Linked DNA regions of Gossypium hirsutum: all the other regions are linked to region 2. A link is a contact called in public Hi-C data. All regions are on one chromosome and are shown on one strand. Each heading gives the region's core, a stretch centred on a gene start, on an enhancer-like site or on the middle of the called end of the contact. The rest is flanking DNA. Distances are from core to core; before and after follow the strand shown. Region 1 holds the start of LOC107945475 (F-box/LRR-repeat MAX2 homolog A). Region 2 has its middle 22 kb from the start of LOC107945744. Region 3 overlaps LOC107945473 (polyamine oxidase 2).

Region 1 (4,102 bases), core at 1,353-3,852, 420 kb after region 2:
ATCGTTCCAATATTTCGCAATTTCTTAATCATAGAGCCAGTCCACAAGAAGTACAATAATTGAAAATTATTTATTGTAAACTTTTTACGAAAGCAATTAATCCAACTACTTTGTCTAACGACCTCGTCATGTGTGTGTTACCCTCATATGATATCATTGATTCCTTTGAGTTAAATCCGTTCACTCAATACAATCCTATTTTATCTCATTGTCACCATTGTGTCTTCTTAATGATTAATATGATCACTGTCAACAAATGACTGTGATAAATTGCTTGTTCGAGAACAACCCGTGGTCACTTTTCATGTTTATCAATCCATACAATGCCAATGAGAGGTTATCATTAACTCTTTAATTGAGCTATGAATTCCATTGTTGCTAGTAAAGTCATGCTATACACAAGTCATGTACCCAACATACTGGCTATGGGCTCAATCATCTTTAGAGCATAAGCCTCCACTTATATCAAAGCACATGAGTTAAATACGCATGGTCAGTAACTAACTCAATATTTCACACCATGAATGTCATGAGCGAATTAATTCACAAACAGATTCAGAATTAATTCATCTTGGGTCCAGCCCAATGTATCATTCTACCAATGAATACATCTATGTCTCTACTCGTGGAGTCAACTGCTCCGATAGCCAAGACTAGTCATCTCCCCAATTGGAATTGTAGATGACATAATAATCCTTTTCAGTATTTGAATCAAATGTTCACTTTGATTCTTTTACGAGATTACAGACTTATTTAGATTATCTAATGAAGTAAGTTGTCTTTCTCGCAATGTAAACATTCTTACAATGCCACTTATCTTCAGTTTCAATTTAGACAATTAATGAGCTAATATTTGTTTGTCACAATTTCACTATGCATGCAAAATATAAAAAACAGAAATACAAAATACATAATAGTGGAATGTGAAACTAACTTTATTTATTCATCGTTCAAATAAATAGAAAACAGTTACATGTTTACTACAATATGGGCACATTTCCCAATAGAGCATTACCCATGTTATTATCAAGTTTAATGACATGCCCAATCGTCTACCCAATACTCATTAAAATACTCTTCTAGTACAAAAAGCAAAGGAGACCCGAAAGTCGTATCTAAGCAACTACGTTAGACGGGTATGGTTGGCTAGTTGAGAAAGATTCTGACCAGGGTTGGATCGTTAAATACTGTCCAAAAACAATCCAAGGTCCTTCTATTAGAGCTCGGATATAGTTTGATTCCTCTTAGAATTTTATCATGAAATAATCATTCTTTAAATCCATAATTTTGACCGAAGTTGATGGCTTTCATAGATGATAGATCTTATTCGAGAGAGTTTGAAACCCTATTTTCTTGCCCAATAAGTGGACCACGACCATGGGAGACAGACTCTGATATAATATCTAGTGAAATCAATTGCGGTTTCCATCCCCATCCACTACCATAAGATGGTTGTCTTCCCTCGCATCATTACAATGCATACGAACTTTCTTGGTAGCTTTGTCTTCCAGAAAAGTCAACAAAGAAGAAATCTCCATAACTTGCTTTTTGTTTTTATTAGTTTATAGTTAACTCATGATTAAAACATGTCACATTGCGTTAAAATTTTAATGAAATACATATCATTCTTCCTTTTAATTTTTATTTCAAATTTAGTTATGACTCTTTATTTTTTTAATATTTTATAATTAGAGATGATAAAACTCAAACTATTTTATAGATTTCAATTCAATCATACTAAATAAAGTGATTTAAAATTATACATCTATAATATAGCAGGACGAATAATACAACAAAGCGTATTAATTATAAAATAGTAGTTGATTTAACATCATCCCTTCCGTCCTGTTTTATTCGCATTAATAACTACAAAATTCCAAGTTGTTGCAATTCATAAAAGGCATTTAAGTTTAATGAAATGGTAAACTTACATGTACGTACAGACAAAAAGAATTCCAACCTTTTTTTTATTGTTTTAATTAGAAATCCAGCAAAACTAGAAAAAGATAAAAAGGAAATAGGAGCTGAGTAGAAGAAAAAGAGTAGGGGTAAAATCTTGGATGTGGGTTCCACAAGCACGTGGCATTGTCCAAGGAAATTAAATTTAGGAAAGTTTTTACCTTGTCTCCGTAGAGACATGGGAAAAATATGACAAGCTGGTGTTAATACACGTTTTGGATGATAATCGTTTTTAATTGAGGTTTGATTTCTTTTATCAAAATTAAATTTTAAATTTGACGAAATTTGAATCTTGTTTTATCTAAGTTAATTTTTGATATTTTATTAAAAATCTTAATATTCAAATTTAAATTTGAAAATAATTATCAAATTTAAAATTAAATTTGTTAAAGAATTTAGACATTAATATAAAAGTAATTGTTAATTTCAAGTTTTAAGGTGAAAATAATTATTAAATTGACTAATTAATTTCAACAAAAATTTTAGATCCACTGAAAAAGTATTTCCCTAGTAATTTAACCAAAAAAAAAAAAGACAGCAATGTCAAACCAACGCCCAATGCAGTGCCAGGATGGATTTGGGTCTAGTCTTAGACAACGTGGCCTTCCCAATCAGCGACAAGACAAAACTCTCTCACCAGTACTTTCATTTAGTGTACTGTTATCCACATCCCATCCCCATCTCCAGTCCCAAATGCCATTTTAGTATTTATCCAAACTTTAAAGCTTTAACCAGAAACCAACCTTCTCTCTCACTCACTTCATTCAAACCAAATTTCTTCGTCAAAATCTGGCTTATCTCTCAAATTCAATCTATAACTTGAATCAAATCAAACTCACCCACCCAAACATTACTCACCCTAACACCAAATGGCCACCATTAACGATATCCCCGACGTTATTCTATCGAACATCTTTGCTTCTATTTCAGATACCCGAACCCGGAACTCTCTTTCCCTTGTCAGCCGTAAGTTTATGCTTCTTGATAGGGCGACGCGCGTCTCTCTCACTCTCCGCGGTAACGCAAGGGACCTTTTCATGATCCCGACCTGTTTCAGATCCGTCTCTGACTTGGACCTCTCCTTCCTCTCCCCATGGGGCCACCCGCTTCTTTCTTCTCCGTTGTCTGATACTGATCCTCAGCTTTTGGCCCATCGCCTCCGCGTAGCGTTCCCTGCGGTCACGTCCTTGACGGTCTACGCTAGATCGCCGTTGACGATCAAGATTTTGGTTCAACAATGGCCTGGGTTGAAGCGTGTGAAGTTGGTTAGGTGGCATCAACGGCTGGCTTCGTGGCCAATCGGTGAAGACTTTGTTTGTTTGTTGGAGCAGTGCGAGAATCTGAATTGGCTTGATTTGTCCACTTTTTATTATTGGACTGAAGATCTGCCCCCGGTTCTTCAAGCTTGCCCCAAGGTATCGGCCTCGTTAGTCCACTTGAATTTGCTAACGACGTCGTTTGCTGAAGGGTTTAAGTCTCAGGAAATTAAGGAAATCACCACGGCTTGTCCTAACTTGAAGAACTTCTTGGTGGCTTGTAACTTTGATCCTAGGTACATTGGGTTCGTCGGAGATGAGACCTTGTTAGCTGTGGCTAATAATTGTCCTAAATTGACGCTTTTGCATTTGGCTGATACGTCCTCACTGACTGACGTTCGAGGTGATCCGGATAATGAGGGATTTACTTCGGAGGATGCTATGGTTACCAAAGGGACGCTGGTGGAATTCTTCTCTGGCTTGCCGCTGCTTCAAGAGCTTGTGCTTGATGTTGGAAGGAACGTCAGGGATACTTCCATGGCATTGGAAATGTTGAATTCTAAATGCAAGGATTTGAGAGTGCTCAAGTTGGGGCAGTTTCATGGGATATGTCTGGCGAATGAATCTCAGCTTGATGGGATTGCCTTGTGTTCGGGTCTGGAAGAGTTGTCTATTAAGAATTGTGGGGATTTGACGGATATGGGATTGATTGCAATTGGGAGAGGGTGCTCTAAGCTGTCCAGGTTTGAAGTTCAAGGATGCAAAAGGATTACGGAGAAGGGTCTTAGGACAATGGCTTGCTTGCTAAGAAATACTTTGGTCAAAGTCAAGATTTCTTGTTGCAAGAATCTTGATGCTGCAGCTTCATTGAGATCTGTGGAGCCAAT
Region 2 (4,242 bases), core at 125-2,624:
TAATAAAAGTTCCAATGATTTAATTTGATAAAATTAAAGATTAGGGAACTGAATAAAAAATTATGCCAAGTCCAGTAAACAAAAATGTGAATTACTGGAGATTCATGAGTTGGGTTCTGTAGTTTTATGATAAGCTGGGGCTTAAAGTTTGAAGGGAATGAAGATTTAGAGGGGAAAACATACTTAAAATTTAGGAAGCCAAGAGTGACGAAAGGAGGATTTTGTTTTGTTTTGTAAATGTAAATCATAGAAGTGAGGAAGAATTGCTTGTATTGTATTTATTCATGTTGCAGAAGATAGGAAATGGAAAGAAAGTAAAGAAAAACCCCTAAAGTTAATCCTACAAATATGTCAAATTATATTTGTCCTCAGGGAGTACAGATGTCAATCATGCTCACCTTGTTACAGTAATAATTAGTTTGTTTAGAGTTTTTATGAAAATATCTCTAATTGATCTTCAATTTTGACATATCTTGTAGACATAAACTTTTATTGAATTTTTTTCAGATGAAATGAAAACTAGTTTTGCCAATTTATAACACACAAGAACATATGTAATATTGTTCATGAAACATAAGATTGAAGTCTATATGAAAGGGAGCCTGATATCACAGTTGTAATTTCACCCATAACCAAGTTAAGGCTCAGTACTTGGTATATTCATACTATCTCACATATTGATATTGTCATATCATTGTATTTAATTTTACACTAGATCAAGACACGTTTTTTTTCTCCATGAAATTAGGTTCCCTCCAACAAAAACACAATCTGCACAGATTAATAAATCATCGGAAGAAAATGCTTCAAGACAACTGCATCTCGAAACAAATAGGAAATCCTAGTAGCCTTGGTCGATACAGAAAATTTGCCACAAACAAGAACAAATAGGTTGATTCTTCATACTCTTAAAGAACAAAAAATAAAAATAAAAAGGAAAAGAAAAAGAAAAAAAAAAGGTAAAGTGATAAGAGAATTTAAAAAAAAAATAGCAATAAGAATCAGGATTACTCACTACTAAACAAGGAAACTTACTGAGATAAGAGTGGAAAGAATTGCAATAATTAAAATTTGAAATTTAGAACATTCAACATCATGTTTCATTATTATGAAAACATTAATGATCAAATACATCTATTTAATCCTACATACATGCATAATTAGAGAATTGATAGCTAATTAACTAAATATCTGCAAGTAATGTACATTCGTGCATGCACTAACTTCCTAATTCATGCATTCTAATTTATTTAATGAAAGCACATTATTAAATAAATTCAAAGGTCACTTAGAAAACTTCCATACACTTGCAAACTAGAAATGAAATGAACTTGGGCTTGACTTCAGTGGGCTTGGATTCATCTCCTTTAAGCTTCTCTAATTGGGCTAAAAATTTTTGCAAGTATAATGTAATTTCATATTGCATTTGTTTAGCCATAGTACGAGTTATTGGCCCAAAGTTATCCATTTGAACTCAAGCAACTTTGTCTATTCCATGATTCTTATTAGTTTATCAATTTCGAACAATGCATAATCAACATCGGAAAAAACATTATTGGTGTGGCCATGATTGCCATAGAATAGACTGTCTTAGATCTCTCTTTAAATAACACAAATTTATTCGAAAGTTGCCTAATAATTTAATTGTTGGAAACAATATGGACCAACTTAAAACATCAATAGGGTGAGCATATATGAGTGAGCTCTTGTAAGATGATTTCACTTTCCACTTATTTTTTTTATAGCTACTCCAGGTCTTCAAAAGGTTTACCATCAACTTTTCACTTGGTATTGGTGCACTACATGGCGTGGCTCCTAATTTCTTTTGTGTCAATAAATTAAGAACATATTTTTTAAGACAAAAAGATTCTTTTATTAGTTTGTGTCACTTCAACACCCAACAAATACTTTAGCAACCCCGACTGATTAAAATTGATGTGAAGAAAATATTTTGAAGATCAAATGCTTGCAATATCACTTCCAATTAATGATAACACAACTAGCAATATTATACCAACCTCAAACTATTTATAGAACACTAAATGATCGCAATTACTATTCTTTGACTCATTCTTGATTTGTCTCACTAAACCTACCTAACCAAGTGTGAGTACATTGTTTCTAACCATATACGATCTGCCTAGGCAACAAACTTTTCCTAAGCAACAAATGCATGTAGTTACTTTATATAAACTTCCACCTGAAGTTCATTATGTAAAAAGCACCATAAGTTTGATCATGCTCTTTAGAAACAAGATGTCTTTAAAATGAATTATTGATCCATTTGGATTTACTTTAACCATAAGCACCTATTTACAAGATATTGCTTTCTTTCTTGTAATCAGATTTACTAAATCTCAAGTATCATTATCATTTAAGGCTATCATATTCTCTAAAATAGAATTGAGCGAACCACCGTGGTAATGAAGATATTGTATATCCAACAAGGTAAGATCATTGGATAGTAATCTTGAAATGTTGAGACCATTGTAGCACATATGCTCATTATCCATTTGATTTTTTTTGAAATGCTATTTTCAATTACTTAAGATTTTGATTACATTGAAAACTATAAATGAGCTTGAGTATAAATGAGCAATATGTGAATAGTGTTTATTTAGATAATCATAAAGAAATAAATTGTTGATAAAATAAATTCTTATCGATATATCATAAGTGAATTAAATGAATAGTATTAAAAATAAGATTGACATGATCATTTGTGAAATGTGATCATGTCACATAGTTTAATTAGATATCATTATTGGTCCAGGTTAGAGTGTTACAATTGCCACAACAATTACATGCCTATAACCATTCACACCCCAATTCAACCAAATGTAGATTTACTCTTCATCACAACCATTGGCTAGGATAACATATTAAGATTTGAAATAGTTCATCTCAAAACATACCATATTGTTATAAATATGCCAACTAAATAGTTACATCATATGGTACCTTGCAACAAACCTAAGTACATGTTGACTAAGCAACTTAAGTACACAGTCAAAATGGTTCAAAATGTAGCAATTACATTAGCTTGAACGTGAATATGATGCAAATTTTGAAAGTAGTATTCCTAAGTCGATCCTCAACCTACGTAAGAAAAACAAATCCATGTACCAAAGCATCCAATATGGTTATTAGTGCTCCTAATAAATTTCGTTTTACCTTTTTTTTTCTTATTAATGAATTTGATGCCTTTAGTGAATGTTCCTAGCATTTGTCATCTTTATATGCCATTTTAGATTCATTACCCTTTATTACCATTGAATGACTTATTAGTAACTGACTTCTTAAGAACATTTAAACATATTTCCACATTCAATTGCAACTATTAACTCAACTTTGCATATTATCATTCATTGCTTATCAAAGTTCTAGTATCATTATTCATCATTTACTCTTATGTCAAATTCACAATTCGTTACAAGAATGTCTTTAGTTCTTTAACTCATTTAGCCAAATCATTAGTCAAGCATACCATCCCAAATAGTCATAACATATTACAATCTCGATAACAAACATAATTATTATTACATTCACAACCCTTAGTAAACATAGGTGGAATAAAAATTCGAATATACAAAATAGAACCAACCACCACACCAATGAGCACATATAGGGCATAGTAATCTTTCATCACACTAATGGGCACACAAGTGCAAATAATAATCTCATATGCAATATACGCGGTACTGTTAACAATTCTTATTGGCATGTCAAGTATATCTAACTCATATCACACTGACCACCTCTAAATGTGTTATCATTTAAATTATAAATATCACACCAAAAATATCAGTGATGTTCGCAAGTATACAAGTCAAATTATAATATATGTGTGTTACAACGAAATCCTAATAAGTATTCCGAGAATCATACCCAAGGGATTGTAGATGGGAGAAATTTATTATTAAATTACTTACAGAAAATAAGTACTAATCTAAATCAAGTCACGAACTAATAGTGCGAATCCAAATTAAAGTATTTATTAAACTAATTAAATTAATTAACCTAAGCTAAGCTAATGGGATTTCCTATTTCTAGTGTTGATGATGCGAGTTCCCGGCCTATGATCGATTAAATTACTAATTATCAATTAAGTCGCTAATTACCCTCGATCGAGTTATTTACCACCTTTAGCTAAGAAACTCTCTCGGTCTCATCTTCACTAAGGATTATCACTTAAGTCACCCTTTCAGTCTTTTCCTATGTATACAAATACCCTTTCGGTCT
Region 3 (4,467 bases), core at 983-3,482, 460 kb after region 2:
CTCAATGAAATAGGAACTAGGGTTTTGGCTAGCATGAAGAAGGTTGTTTGCATGAATGCATGGGCATAGTGTACGCGCCAAAGTGAGTCTTACTCTATTAAAGTTTGTGCAAGTTCAATATTCGCCAACAGGCAAGCTACTTGAAGTTAGTCTACGTGGTGTCTTCGCCAATGAGTGAATTGTAAGTCCCACTGAATTGGGAAGAGCCCCTCTATCTATGTGACGTATAGATATTCTGGTGTTGCTTTGGAACTCACTAGGTTTTATAAACTTACTTCGTTTATCTTCCCTTCTCAAGACCATTAAAGAAAAAAATGAACCTTCAAGGAATACGCCAGAGGATATATTGTGTGTGAGGCTTATAGTGATTTTGTATTATGCATGACAAATGAGAGTAGCATCAAGGCTTGAAATATGATAAACAATATTTTGTAACTAAAATTGTATCCACCAAATGGCGTCCTTTCCTTAGATCTTCATAATGAACTTTTGTGTTTTAAAGGTGTTTAGGCCCTAAAGTTTAAAAGTTTTATTTATTACTACTATAGCAAATACCTTTTGTTCTTTTGTAAACTTGAGATTTTGCCAATTTCGTTACAGTAAGGAAAGGCTTCAAAGTTGTAACACACCACTCCTGGATCCTCCTTAAAGGTCGGGGATGGGGCGCTACAACTGAAAACTTGTAACCTTGCACTTTTTGGATTAGTCACTAACACATGATAGATGAAAAACATGGCCCTCTTGTGTAATCGAAAAGTAATGTGGTCACAGATATTCTGATGTTGCTTTGGAACTCACTAAGTTCTATGAACTTACTCCGTTGATCTTCCCTTCTCAGGACCCTTGAAGAAATAAAGGAACCTTTACAGACTACTCTAGAGGATATATTATGTGTAAGGCTTATAGTGATTTTGTATTATGCATGAAAGTGGCATCAAGGCTTGAAATCTGAGAAACAATATTTTGTAACTAAAATTGTATCCGCCAAATTCGTTCTCTCCTTAAATCTTTACAATGAACTTTTGTGTTTTAAAGGTGTTTGGGCCCTTAAGTCTAAAAGTTTTATTTACTACTGCTATAGCAAACGCCTTTTGCTCTTTTGTAAACTTGAGATTCTGCCAATTTCGTAATTGTAAGGAAAGGCTTCAAAGTTGTAATGCACCATTCTTGGATCCTCCTTAAAGGTCAGGGATGAGGCACTACAGCCGGGAACTTATAACCTTGCACTTTTTGGATTAGTCACTAGCACATGATAGATGGAAAACATGGCCCTCTTGTGTAATCGAAAAGTAATGTGGTCACGGTTATTTGTCTAAAATAGGATCATATTGGGAGAACTGATTTTGTCCCAAAGGGATTAAGGATGTTCTATGAGGGTAACACACATATGACAAGTTGGATGAACACTAGATAAAGTAGCACGAGAAAATACATATGCCTAGTCAATTCCTATGCTAGCTCGGTATATCCTTGATGGTTTGCATTTGATTTGACGATGTGAATATATGAAAACAATGAATAAGAGTGATAGATCGCATGTCTATCCATAGTGAATGTGTTTTCTCGTCATGCATAAAAGATGACTTAGAGGTTAAATTTAACTTCTTTGAATTATTATTTAATTAAATTGCAATTAAATAATTGATGTTCGAAATAGAAATTAAATTAATTCGTCATCATAGTTTCAAATTACAAGGTAATTAAATTTATTTACTTACAGATTCTAATACGGTAAAGTCATCTTGACTTTAATGAAAATAGAATTGGATTGACAAACTGATTTAATAAAATAATTAAATTAATTAATTAATTGAATAAATGATATTTTAGGTATAGGAATGATGTTACTTGGATTGAATAAATTATATGAATTAATTTAAAGACCAAATAATACATATAATTATACTCAATACATCATGACGCCTAACTAGACCTGGTGCAAGGCAATGGGCGACAAACCCTACTCCTCAAAAAGGGTATTGCTACCACCTAACATAAAGGTAAAATAAAAAGGTGATACAATGTTGAAGAAAAAATGCGCCATCCAATTAGGCATAATCTTTGCAATAGCTTTATAATTAAAGTTGCACAAACTAATCAACCGGTTTAACTACTTGTCTTGTTGATTCCCCTAAGCAATCTCTCACTTTCAAAAAAGCCCATTACACATGTGTATAGTTTGTCTTTCACCAAAGCCCAATAATAGTGATAGAAAAGGTCATGAAAGCGATCCGAAACCGACGTCTTGTAAGACCCGATGGCAAAAACATCGTTGGTTTACAATATCTGTATGATATGAAAAGATTATTATCTTGATTGTTTTTATTTGAAAAGATTTTTTTTTGCAAAACATTGAAGATCAATCTTACATGAGTAATATATTGTTGTAATTTTAAGACCACTCATGTACAATTCCAAAACTGGGTGATGAGGAACATAATCTTCTATGGGAACACTAGCACTTAATTTTGATTGCTTCACTTTGAGTTGGATGAATAATTGAGTATCATGGAATCTTATCCTTTCTTCTCAAGCTTTTCTCCACCTTTTTTCTTAAACTATTTCTACCTTTATTGAAGTGAATCAAAATATTTCCTCCCTCACATATATATATTATCCAATCTTTATTTTACGACGACTAAATAATATGTTACTTAAAATACATGTTTAATCTTTTAAAAAAAATCTAATTCATACTCATCTACATTATATCACGACGAACACTTTAAAATTTCAAAAAAAAAAAACAATAAACATGTTCCTACACTTTATAAACGAGAATGTGAATGCTGCATCTAAGATTTCTACCCCATAAAATAAAAAATAAAATGAAAAAGCAGGAGAATTAGAACAAAAAAAGCGACTGTTTATTTTCCTAATAAAATTATATCACCATTTTATCGGTGTCCTTCCCACTCATGTAGTGGATGACGCAACTTGCACCTTTCATATCCAAAACATACTTCACTTTAACATTGGCATGCCCCCATGCCTGCACAATCTCAACCATACTATTCTTAATTAAATACTTCACCACCCCAACACATTAAGATCACCATACAAGTTATTCTTGTCCGGATCTCAATTCAGTATAACTATGCTTAAAAGTGACCATATACAACACATCAAACCAATGCAAGTAGCCCTTGAAATTGGGATCAATGTGTCACTCAAATCACACCCCAACATATCTACAAATACATACTTTGGAACCGGGTGCATGCCTAGACAGGTAGGTTGTTTACAAACGCGTTATTAAAAGCGGGACACACAACCCTGCTTCCTCACCCATAACTGGTTGGAGCAAGTTCAACTCTCCATATCGCTCCAGTACACGCATCCTACAGTCCTCAGCAGCCATCTGCCCAGTTGAAAATGCACCATGAATGGACCCTGGATAGCTCATACTGGTTGCCTCCCCCGCAAAGAATATGTTATCCACTGGCACTCTTAGCCTCTCATACAGATCATGGGACATGCCTACTGCATCATAGCTATAGGAGCCTAGTGTGTTCACATCTGTGCCCCATCGAGAAACAAGATACTGAATCTGTGGGTTCAAGATCGACATTATAATTTAGTTAGTATGATCAGAATCCTACAGAATCTGAATGATCAATTGGCAAACAGATGAGTATACACAAATTTGTAATCTGACAATATCATAATTGAATTTAGACATTGAATAATGATTCCATTTTGTATACATGCAAGATCGAAGCAACAGACTAATTTAAAACACAATTAATCAGAAGCACCCAACAAATTTAGAACACAATTATAGCTTCGAAAATTTGACTCACCGGGGCACATGCCTCTGGAAGGATCTTCTTGAGTTGCATAAAAGCAAACTCCACAGCAGCTTCATCAGACATTTTCTCAATGTCTCTGGCCAGCTGCCCAGCAGGCATATAAACGAGGACAGAATGACCTGTCGCCTTATGAAGGTTTAGAAAGTAGCTGCAATGATAAGATGTGTCAGCAACAACTCCCAAAAACTCCACATTAGGCCAAAACACCTTGTCAAAGTGCAATATAATTTTATTCTCAATTCCCACTCCAAGTTCATCAATTGCTGCTTCCTTCCATTCAGGAAGCCTTGGTTCGAACTTGATATTCTTGGCTTTTAGTACGCCTAGAGGAACAGCAACGATAACAGCATCCGCCGCAAATGTAGTACCATCTTCCACAGTAACCTTCACTCCAGTGTAACGCCTCACTATGTTTGTAACCCTAAGGACAAAGGCATTTCAACGATGGACATTACTGATAAATTCATCCACGCTAAAGGACATACAAGCCGGTGAACTATTCAAGTTAAATTACCTGTGGCTCAAGCGGATGTCAATACCTTTGGCCAGAGTGTTTATGACAGGAAGATAGCCCCTGACCATGAGTCCGTGACCACCAGGTAATAGCTCTTCCTAAAGATAGAAAATAAAAACAGAAAGTTGTAGGTACAGAAAG

What was found. A called contact is a pair of places that touch in the nucleus more often than the background predicts.
Region 1: a contact with region 2 is called in a Hi-C map of leaf, with 2.6 times the contacts expected there. The contact joins the promoter of LOC107945475 here to the enhancer-like site in region 2. A contact is called at or near these places in 4 of 34 Hi-C or Micro-C datasets (hypocotyl, leaf and petal).
Region 3: a Hi-C map of leaf shows a contact between it and region 2, with 1.8 times the contacts expected there. The contact joins two enhancer-like sites. A contact is called at or near these places in 2 of 34 Hi-C or Micro-C datasets (hypocotyl and leaf).

Annotation. Positions count from the first base shown.
Region 1 is chrD12:32,654,108-32,658,209 of Gossypium_hirsutum_v2.1, forward strand. It overlaps LOC107945475 (F-box/LRR-repeat MAX2 homolog A), which reads left to right and starts at 2,603. Exons shown (of 1, transcript XM_016879495.2): 1 at 2,603-4,102. The coding sequence starts at 2,829.
Region 2 is chrD12:32,232,002-32,236,243 of Gossypium_hirsutum_v2.1, forward strand. No RefSeq gene overlaps it. Among protein-coding and RNA genes, the nearest start is that of LOC107945744, 22 kb to the left of the region's middle. Within about 2 kb of position 1,375, at least 2 of the 9 cell types and tissues checked have an H3K27ac peak or open chromatin away from gene starts, as enhancers often do. A contact at or near this core is called in leaf, where this site is marked.
Region 3 is chrD12:32,689,274-32,693,740 of Gossypium_hirsutum_v2.1, forward strand. It overlaps LOC107945473 (polyamine oxidase 2), which reads right to left. Exons shown (of 10, transcript XM_016879494.2): 8 at 4,327-4,424; 9 at 3,804-4,233; 10 at 2,846-3,550. The coding sequence ends at 3,242. Among protein-coding and RNA genes, the nearest start is that of LOC107945473, 5.4 kb to the right of the region's middle. Within about 2 kb of position 2,233, at least 3 of the 9 cell types and tissues checked have an H3K27ac peak or open chromatin away from gene starts, as enhancers often do. A contact at or near this core is called in leaf, where this site is marked.